Linked DNA regions of Mus musculus: region 1 is linked to region 2. Evidence: chromatin contacts called from public HiChIP or PLAC-seq data. All regions are on one chromosome and are shown on one strand. The core of a region is the stretch at or near the end of the contact, and the rest is flanking DNA. Distances in the headings are between cores, read along the strand shown. Region 1 has its middle 20 kb from the start of Gm41031. Region 2 has its middle 7.4 kb from the start of Gm5086.

The links. HiChIP or PLAC-seq counts read pairs in DNA pulled down with a chosen protein or histone mark.
Region 1: an H3K27ac HiChIP or PLAC-seq map of embryonic stem cells shows a contact between it and region 2, with 7 times the contacts expected there. The contact joins two enhancer-like sites. A contact is called at or near these places in 4 of 115 datasets of contacts at active chromatin or transcription factors (embryonic stem cells and heart atrium).

What each region holds. Positions count from the first base shown.
Region 1 is chr13:97,843,696-97,847,983 of GRCm38.p6, forward strand. No RefSeq gene overlaps it. Among named protein-coding and RNA genes, the nearest start is that of Gm41031, 20 kb to the left of the region's middle. Within about 2 kb of position 1,711, at least 6 of the 459 cell types and tissues checked have an H3K27ac peak or open chromatin away from gene starts, as enhancers often do. A contact at or near this core is called in embryonic stem cells, where this site is marked.
Region 2 is chr13:97,550,575-97,554,659 of GRCm38.p6, forward strand. No RefSeq gene overlaps it. Among named protein-coding and RNA genes, the nearest start is that of Gm5086, 7.4 kb to the right of the region's middle. Within about 2 kb of position 1,822, at least 16 of the 459 cell types and tissues checked have an H3K27ac peak or open chromatin away from gene starts, as enhancers often do. A contact at or near this core is called in embryonic stem cells, where this site is marked.

The sequences.
Region 1 (4,288 bases), core at 461-2,960, 290 kb after region 2:
AGAGACTGGGAATGGTGAGAATCTTCTGAAACCTCAAAGCTCATCTCCAATGACACACTTCCCCCAACGAGGCCACACCTCCTCCAACAAGGCCACACCTCCTAGTCCTTCCCAAACAGTTACACCAACTGGGGACCAGGTATTCAAACAAATGAGCCTGCAGGGACCATTCTCATGAAAACCGCCACAGTCACAGTAGAAATCACCATTCTGCTCACTCAAGTGGGAAATGCCATCCTTTCTTTGTAGTGTTATAACTGGCTGCCTAGGCAGTGCTCCCAAGCACTAACTCACCCCTGGGGCTTTGAGGAGATGGGTTGCTTTCTCCTGTAGCATCTCAGCATTCAGAATATGCTAGAAGTGCCTCCATTTGAGCAATGTAGCCACAGACGCCATCATTCTCCTGCTCAGCGAAGCACTTTGGGCTTGAGAGCTATACATGCTGAAGGAAAGCTCACCAAAGTCAACTCCATGGGACTGTATTTAGTTTCCTTTCTATTGCTGTGATAGAATACTCCGAGCAGAAGTGACTTGGAGAGGAGAGGACATAGGTCATCACCAAGGAAGTTAGAACAGGAACTCAAGGCAAGAATCTAGATCAGAAAAAAATGGAGAAACACTACCTGTTGTCTGACATCCTGGCTCATTCTTGACCAGCTTTCTTACACAGCCCTGGCTGGACCACCGTGGAGGGGAAAGACCACGATGACTCACAGTGGGTGGGCGCCCCCCTCTGTCAATTAAGACACTCAGGACAATCCCTCACAGACAGGCCCACAGACGAATCTGATAAAAGATGGTTACTCAACTGAGACTCTTTTTCAGATGATTACAGGGTATGTCAGGTTTTGAGTTCATGGTAAGTAGGACAGAATGTTAAACTGTTCTCATTTTTTGTTTGTTTTTAGAAATCTCACTCTTGAAACACAATCTGAACCCCAAACAGCTTTCTCTCCACAGTCCACTCTGGTCCCTAGAGTGCTGAGCCCATGTCTGGTTACCAGTGTTCAGTGTATCTGCCACGTGCCAGCAGATACAATAGACCAGCACCAACAAACACCCTGCCCAGAAAGGTCTCCTCTGTATTTTGGTGCCAGCCTAGATGCTTCTAATACGCAGTGAGACATAGACACCCTGAGTGGATCTAAGTCATCTTCACTCTCTCCGGATCATGGCAAAACTGGAAGTAACCTTCGTCTATTGCTCCTACGATGAATTCTCTCAACATTTTAGAGCATTCAGTTTATTTCTCCTAGTGACCCGTGTTTGATCTAGAAGACTGAGCAAATAAAAGCGAGCAGAATGAAGGAACCTAGACACATCACTTGGCGGTCAAGCTCCCAGAACTCCTCTTATCTACACAGGTATCTTCAAAACAGAGCGTTCGTTGTGGTTGTTCTCCAGTATCTTTCTCCTCGAATGCGTTTGCTGGTGTGCTTCCAGGTCAGTAAGCGGAGCACCCCACCCTTCTGAATGGCTGCTTGGCATCTGTGTGTGCCTCTACCATCCTTTCAAACAGACTTCTAGAGCAGGGCTGGGCGTTTGCTTGTGGGTTTGGGCTGCTACTTTGGTTTCTTTGGGGTTCTTCTGTATTGTATTGTTTTCCCACTGTAAGCACCGTTGAAGTGGGTGAGAGAGGACTAAGCTGGCACATTTCCTTAGGAGATATTCCTGAGAGTAAATTTGCTGAGGCAGGGTGTGATGCTTGCTGCAAATTGTTCCTTAAAACACCCTCCTCCAGACTGTGCTAACAAGTACTAACTTCGACCCAATACAGGCATCGCTGTCTTTGTTTAAAAGAAAAATCTATTCAGTCTAGCAAGTAAAAAATTTGTATGTGTTATGTGTTTCCATTTCTTTTAACTGGTGGGTCTTTTTTTTTTTTTTTTCCTTCTAATAATTTGAATGTCTCCTTTGAAAATATTTTATTCATGGTTTGGGCCTATTTCCTACCAGGTATGAACACCTTCCTCCCCATTTCCCTCTTTCCAGAGACAACCATGAAAAGTTAGATTTGTCTTCTTCCTGATCTTTTGCTGTGCATTAGGAAACACACATAGAGTTCTCAAATTTACTGTTACAACTTTTGCCAACTCTCAACTTCTCACCAACCAACTTCTTTTACATATAGTACCACATCAGCCATGTAAATTTACCTCAGTATATTGAAATGCTGAAAAAAAAAACCCACAATATGGGCGTATTGGTGCTTAGAATATTCCAGAATTCCATCATCAGTGAACATTTGAGTTGTATCCAAGTGTTTGGGGTTGTTTAATGCACATAATTCTTTATGCCTCTTTGATTATAAATGAATGTGCTCCAGGATCAGTACTTTGAAGAGAAATTAATGATTGTTATCAATTGCAATCAAAGTGCTCTCCGGAAAGCCAAGCTGCCTTCCACCAGGGGCATATCAGCGGGCCCATCTGCAGCAATGCTGACCTGTGGCCTCTGATTGCTTGCACTTATTTTGCAATTTGTCTTAGAACGTTGGTTACTAATTTTTAAAGCATCCTTTCTTGTCTCATCCTATTACTGAAGAGAGCACTCGCCCTCTCCACAGTAGGAGCCTTGTTCACGCTTTCCTTATGACTGTCAGCATTATTCCAGGAAATCTTTCACATCAGCCTGCCCAGCCTGGTGTCCCTGCCTGTCCCCTGAGCTTGGTTCTTGTCCTCCCTAGACTTCCTCCAACCTTCTGACTTCTCAGAACCGTGATCCTCAGCTGTCTTTCCATGCCAATTGCAGATCTCCCCTTCATGACATTTACCAACCATTCTTTGAACTTCTGTAAACGTCCTTTGCTTTGTTGTTTTAGAATTGCTAAGCCTCATAATAATAATGTTCAAAAATCTATTTATTAATCCTTGGCTCCGTATGAGCTGTTGTGCTAAGTGCTTTTGTAGATATCATGTCACCTATAACCTCTACACTATCAACATTTAGATTTTAAAAAAAAAATCTGAATATTGGAGAACTAAAACCATCTGCTCAAGGCCACCCATGAGTGGCAGGCCAGAGACTCCAAGCCACATTCCTCTGCTGCAGGTCCCATGCCTCCCACCACTCCACCCTGTGCCCTTCTCTCTTCTATGAGTGCTATGGTCTGAGTACTGTTCCACCTCAAAATCCATTTGTTGACATTGATTTTCTATTCAACAGAATTGAGATTTGTGCCTCTTGGAAGGTGATATATCCTACCCTCACTAGTAGAATTATTGTCCTAAGAGAAATTTGTAGGATCGCATTAGCACCTCACACCACAAAAGAAGATTCAATCTATGAGAATTCTGCCCTCACTAGACACCAACTTTGTTGATCTCTTTGTCTTAGGTTTCCCAGCCTCTAGAACTGTATGAATAAATGTCTGTGGTTCATAAGCAACCCAGTACTTGGTATTTTGTAAGAGCATCCTTTTACTACCCAGGCCAGGAGACTGGAGGTTCTTGAAACAGGATTTTGCCCTTTTTGGCATCTTCCATACAACATAACAGAATGCCGTAGGTGATCAGTTACCATGGTGATTGTTGACTGGTGTCCCTTCCAGGATCACATTCTGGGTGTGAATTATTAATCATTGATGGTGCCATCTAAATGATCAGGAAAGATCCATCTAACATTTTATGAAATGAAAGCCATGTCCACCCCTGCCCTGATGCATCTGTCTTATGCAAGCGCAATTTGGGATAAACAGGAAGTGCAGAACACAAGTCCTTGGCGTAAGGAGCTTTCATCCCCTACCTGAAGGGCAAAAGATAATTGAAATACTAACTGGTCATCAATCAAAGTGTCCCCCAAACACCTACCTAGAAAACAATGACGCGAATCAGGCTGAGAGTAATGACATACAACATACGCATTGTTAGGGAAAGAAAGTTTGCAGAAAGGTGAGGCCTCAGGAAGTAGCCTTGGCGGGAGGGGTGAAATAAGGACAGGCAAGGAAGGCCCTGCCAAGCAGCTTGAATGAGGTCTTGGGGCAGATTCGCAGCTCCTACAGCTTTCCCATGCTCAAGGTTCCCAGCATTCCTTCCCTGTCAAATGGGGCTAATCATACGGCAGCACATCACTCAGACTCACTAACATAATGTGGTCTAATTAGGCAGTTCCTGCAAGCACTTTGAACTCCATCACAGAAGGGAAGTGACTGAGCGAAGAAGTTATTATTAGTGGGAATGTGGGACTAGCCCTGTCTTAAACACTGAAGCAACTCTCTCATAACTAAGCTCGGCCCTGTGAAACAGTCACCGGCAGATCTCTGTACAGGGAGTGTGCTCTCTTTCTGAGT
Region 2 (4,085 bases), core at 572-3,071:
CTTTACATTGCCTTGTAGGACTGTGCTAGCAGGTGGAAATGAAGGAAAAGTACCGTATCTCATTAAAAGGATAATTATTCCTCCCTCCTCTTCAGCAGGGTTTAGGGTGAACTTGCCTTCCTGGGGGTGGTCCCTTAACCAGATCACCCAACCTGCCCAATTGCGTGTTAGCTCTCCATCTAGACCAGAGATTTCATTCTCTTGGACAGAAAGAAAGATTTCCCTCCAATTGGCTCTTTCCACTACTGTGATATTTTGACAGCTATTTTATTTGTTGTTGTAAGATTAAAAAAAAAAAAAACCTCACTTCTATTCCATGTCAAGATGATTGTCAGCTTCAAAGACAGAAAGAAGGACAGCTGTTTCCCTCACAGATCTCTCAGTACTCACTAGGACCCCAATCTTCCCTCATTGACTCTGATAGTCATATGCTCAGTACAATGGTCTCTTCAGATGCTGTGAATCATATGTCAGGATGAGTCATCTCCCCTAGAATAACAAAGGCTGAAAATAAGAGGTGAGCTTCCCAGTGAAACAGAGGCTGCCTCCACAAGAAAGACACCTGGAAGCTGAGTGTTGACAAAGCACACATATGCCCACTCGGGACACAGAACATGGATGCCACTGTGTCTTCTCAAATGGTACCAACATCACGACAGAACCTGCTCCGAGTTTGGGTTAGAAGGAAGGACAGGGAGAGAGCTGCAAAGAGGAATGAGGTGGGACCTCTGTGCTCAGGAAGCCCAGCACCTGAAATCTTGTGGTCAGATACTGCAGTCGCAGCAAAGTGGGAACCAATGAATTTGGTCTTCAGAGGTCTTGGCTTCACCGTGCTTGAAGAAGCCAGTACCTAGAGTCAGATGCTGGCACGTGACAAGAATCTTGATTTCAACTTCCTTAGGATGATCATCAGTGAGTGGAGGTTTTCAGGTAAAGTGGACTAGGCATGAACTGGGGGTGAGGCAGACAATTACTACTTAGTTACTGACTAAAGGTCACTCAGCAGTTGCCAGAAAAACCCTCTGTTTGAGAGTTTCTAGTTCATGTAGATGGCTATTTCATGACTGTAGATTCCCTGTTCTTACAAATGGGTCAGTTAGTTATCATGTATCTTTCCCAAAGCACTTAAAAATAAACAATACTAGCTAAATCAATAAGCAGATAATAAAGATGCCTTTTCCCAGTTATAATTTTTTAAATGAGATCTTTGTGAGACAGAAAATTCTCATTTCACTTCCTGTAATAGGATCTATTACTCTCTAGGCTCAGAAAACATAATCAGTTGACTCAATGGTATACTAAGTAAGGGCCAAATCTGCCTCATAATGGTGCATGGGACAAAAGGCAAAGCAGAAGTGGTAAACGCCCCAGGAGAAAGACATTTTGGAGATGTGTGCATTCTTGATGCTCTAAGAACCATCATGAAGACTTGGGAGCTGAAAACATGTAAAGGTGATGACCTCAAATAGGCCCTGGCTGTCAGTGGTGAGTGTTCCTGATCTCAGAAAACAAGAAGCTTACAAACTGAATCCATATACATCTTCTGAGGTCCTACTGTGTGTGTGGATAACTCTTAAATGCTTTGTGAGATCAAAGAGGATAAGGTTGCCCTGTTAAAGAAGAAATAGAAACTCCAATTAAAGATAAAACATTTATAAGCATGAAAACCCAATAAAGCAGTCAACAGAAGTAAGCATTAATGGAAGAAATGCTGGTCGGCAGCAGATGGGTAATTAGCAAATGAATCATCGGAGTGCTGGCTGGGGTAACCTTTTAGAAAGGAGTGGTTAGCTCAAGGTAGGGACTGAGGAGCCTCTTCCTAAAGAGGTGGCCAGACCTTGGTCTTGGGATGTTAGGGCTGAGTAGGCTAAGCAACAAGAAGGTGAAGAGAAGGGTCACGTGACAGTTGAAGAGAATGAGCAAATCATTTGCCTGGGGGTGATGCTCTGTGGGGGAGGAGTAGAGAAAGCTGTAAGGCTCTTAAATGCTGACCGGAGGGTTTTAGGTGAACTCCACTAAGTGATGGAGGATCACAGAAGGCTTTTGAGGGAGAAAGTGGGGTGGTCAATCCATGTTTAGGATCTGTGTGTGTGTGTGTGTGTGTGTGTGTGTGTGTGTGCTTGCACATTCACATGCTTAATTCTTCAGGCATACTAGTGTTTGCATCTGTGTAGTTGAGCCTTTTTTTCCATGGGTTTATGGGCCTTTTGCACATCTATAGGAAAATGTTTTTTTTTCAAGATATTACCCATTAAATCTATCAGATTGTTGTCTGTCCCATTCTTTTTTTTCTGACTTCCCTCCTCTCTTCCTCTCTTCTTTCCTCCCTCTCTTCCTTTTCCCCCCTGCCATTTTCCTTTCCCTCTCTCTCTCTCTCTCCATCCCTACAGGGTTTTCCTGTTCCATCCACACACACCCCAACCCCCACCCTCACCCACACACAGACTCTTTTTTCTTTCTTCAGGTGCATACTTTGAAAAGCAGGCATTTTAAATTACAAGGAAGTTCAGATTAAACCGACTTTTAAGGAGTTGCATTTCCCATGCCTGACATTTGCTCACATTAAGGATGTGAAGACTTTTTTAAAAAAATGTTACCTTGTAGAATTTGATATGATTTTCATCTGGAGTTAATTATTTTGTAGTATAATATAAAGGTTGAAATTTATTTATCTGTACATCAATATGATTTTACCCCAGCCCACTTTACTACAAAAGTACCTTGAATCAGATTGAAATTCTAGATAATTTTTGAAGCTCCGAAAGTGTCTGGCTTTTCTTTCCAACAGATGACACAATGTCTTCTTTAAAAAAGAAGCAGACCAGTTTTTAAAGTTAGAAACTGACTAAAAAGGCAACCGCAGATCTGGATCCACTAGTGATGGTTGTAACATTGTGTAGACTAGCAAAGCTGGGACCCGTTGTAGGACATGGGCTGCTCTTAGTCACTGTGGGGGCTGCGGCTGAGACCCTGTAATAAAGGGCAGGATAACAATACAATAAGAGACAACAATGCATTTTAAAACTAGAGATATACTATGTGATGTAGGGACTCTCAGGACTGAAGACACAGAAACTGCTGTCTTTTTATCCCATTTTTGATGGCAAGGTGAATAGTTATAGAGAAACAGTCAGACACAGAGGGCGTGACCCACTGGAAATAAACTGGAGGACCTTAGCAAGGCCAACTCTTTTCAATCTTTCTGTGTCCTTGTCTTCAGAGGGGAGGACATCTCCCTCCTCAAGGTACAGTGAGCGCAGCTCTTATACCAGGGCTTTATGGCACACTTCAGAGGAGAGTCTGGCAGTTGGTTCTAGGTGGTATGACCTGTACCAGGGCAGGAAGAGAAGGTCACAGCGATCTTCCTTGGTCTGTTGCTTTTATAACTGTCACAGTGCCATAGTTTGGACTGGTAAAGCTTAAGGCTCAGCACAATTTAAGCTTGGGGACAGCTTAAATTAAAGGATATTCATGCAACACACAGTAGGATATTATAGCCAATAAAATATTGACAATCTACATATATGAACAAAGAAAAATAATCCTCCTAATGTGCTTCAAAGGAGCTTGTGCCAGTTACAAAAAAAGACACCTGATATGTCAATGCTACAAAACCTAAATAATGATATTTATAATCATTCATGTTTGCAAAGAAAAGATAGGCAGTAGATTTCTTTGGGTTCTAGGATTCCAGAAATTCGTTTATTTTCTTTTTTAATAGATTTCTCTTTTGAGTATAAATGACCTTTTAAAGTCAGAGAAACATTTTTTTTTATTAAGAAAAACTCCAAAACCCATGTAGTCTGGCACAGGGTTTAAGGATTCCTGTAATTGTGGCTTAACATATCAGCGTATAATATCTTTATCTCAAATACTTTTAGATGGTGTGAACTTTGAGAAAATCCACTTATAGCTTAAATCTGGCTTTCCTAAGTTAAAGAGAGCTACAAAAGGCTTACTGTCTCAAGGACTGAAGGGAACAGACATTTGAAGATTCATTTCCATTAAGATGCAAATGAGAATTAAGGTTATCCATATGGCTGTGCGGCTAACTTTCCCCTAGTTTCTTCCCAACCCAAATACGA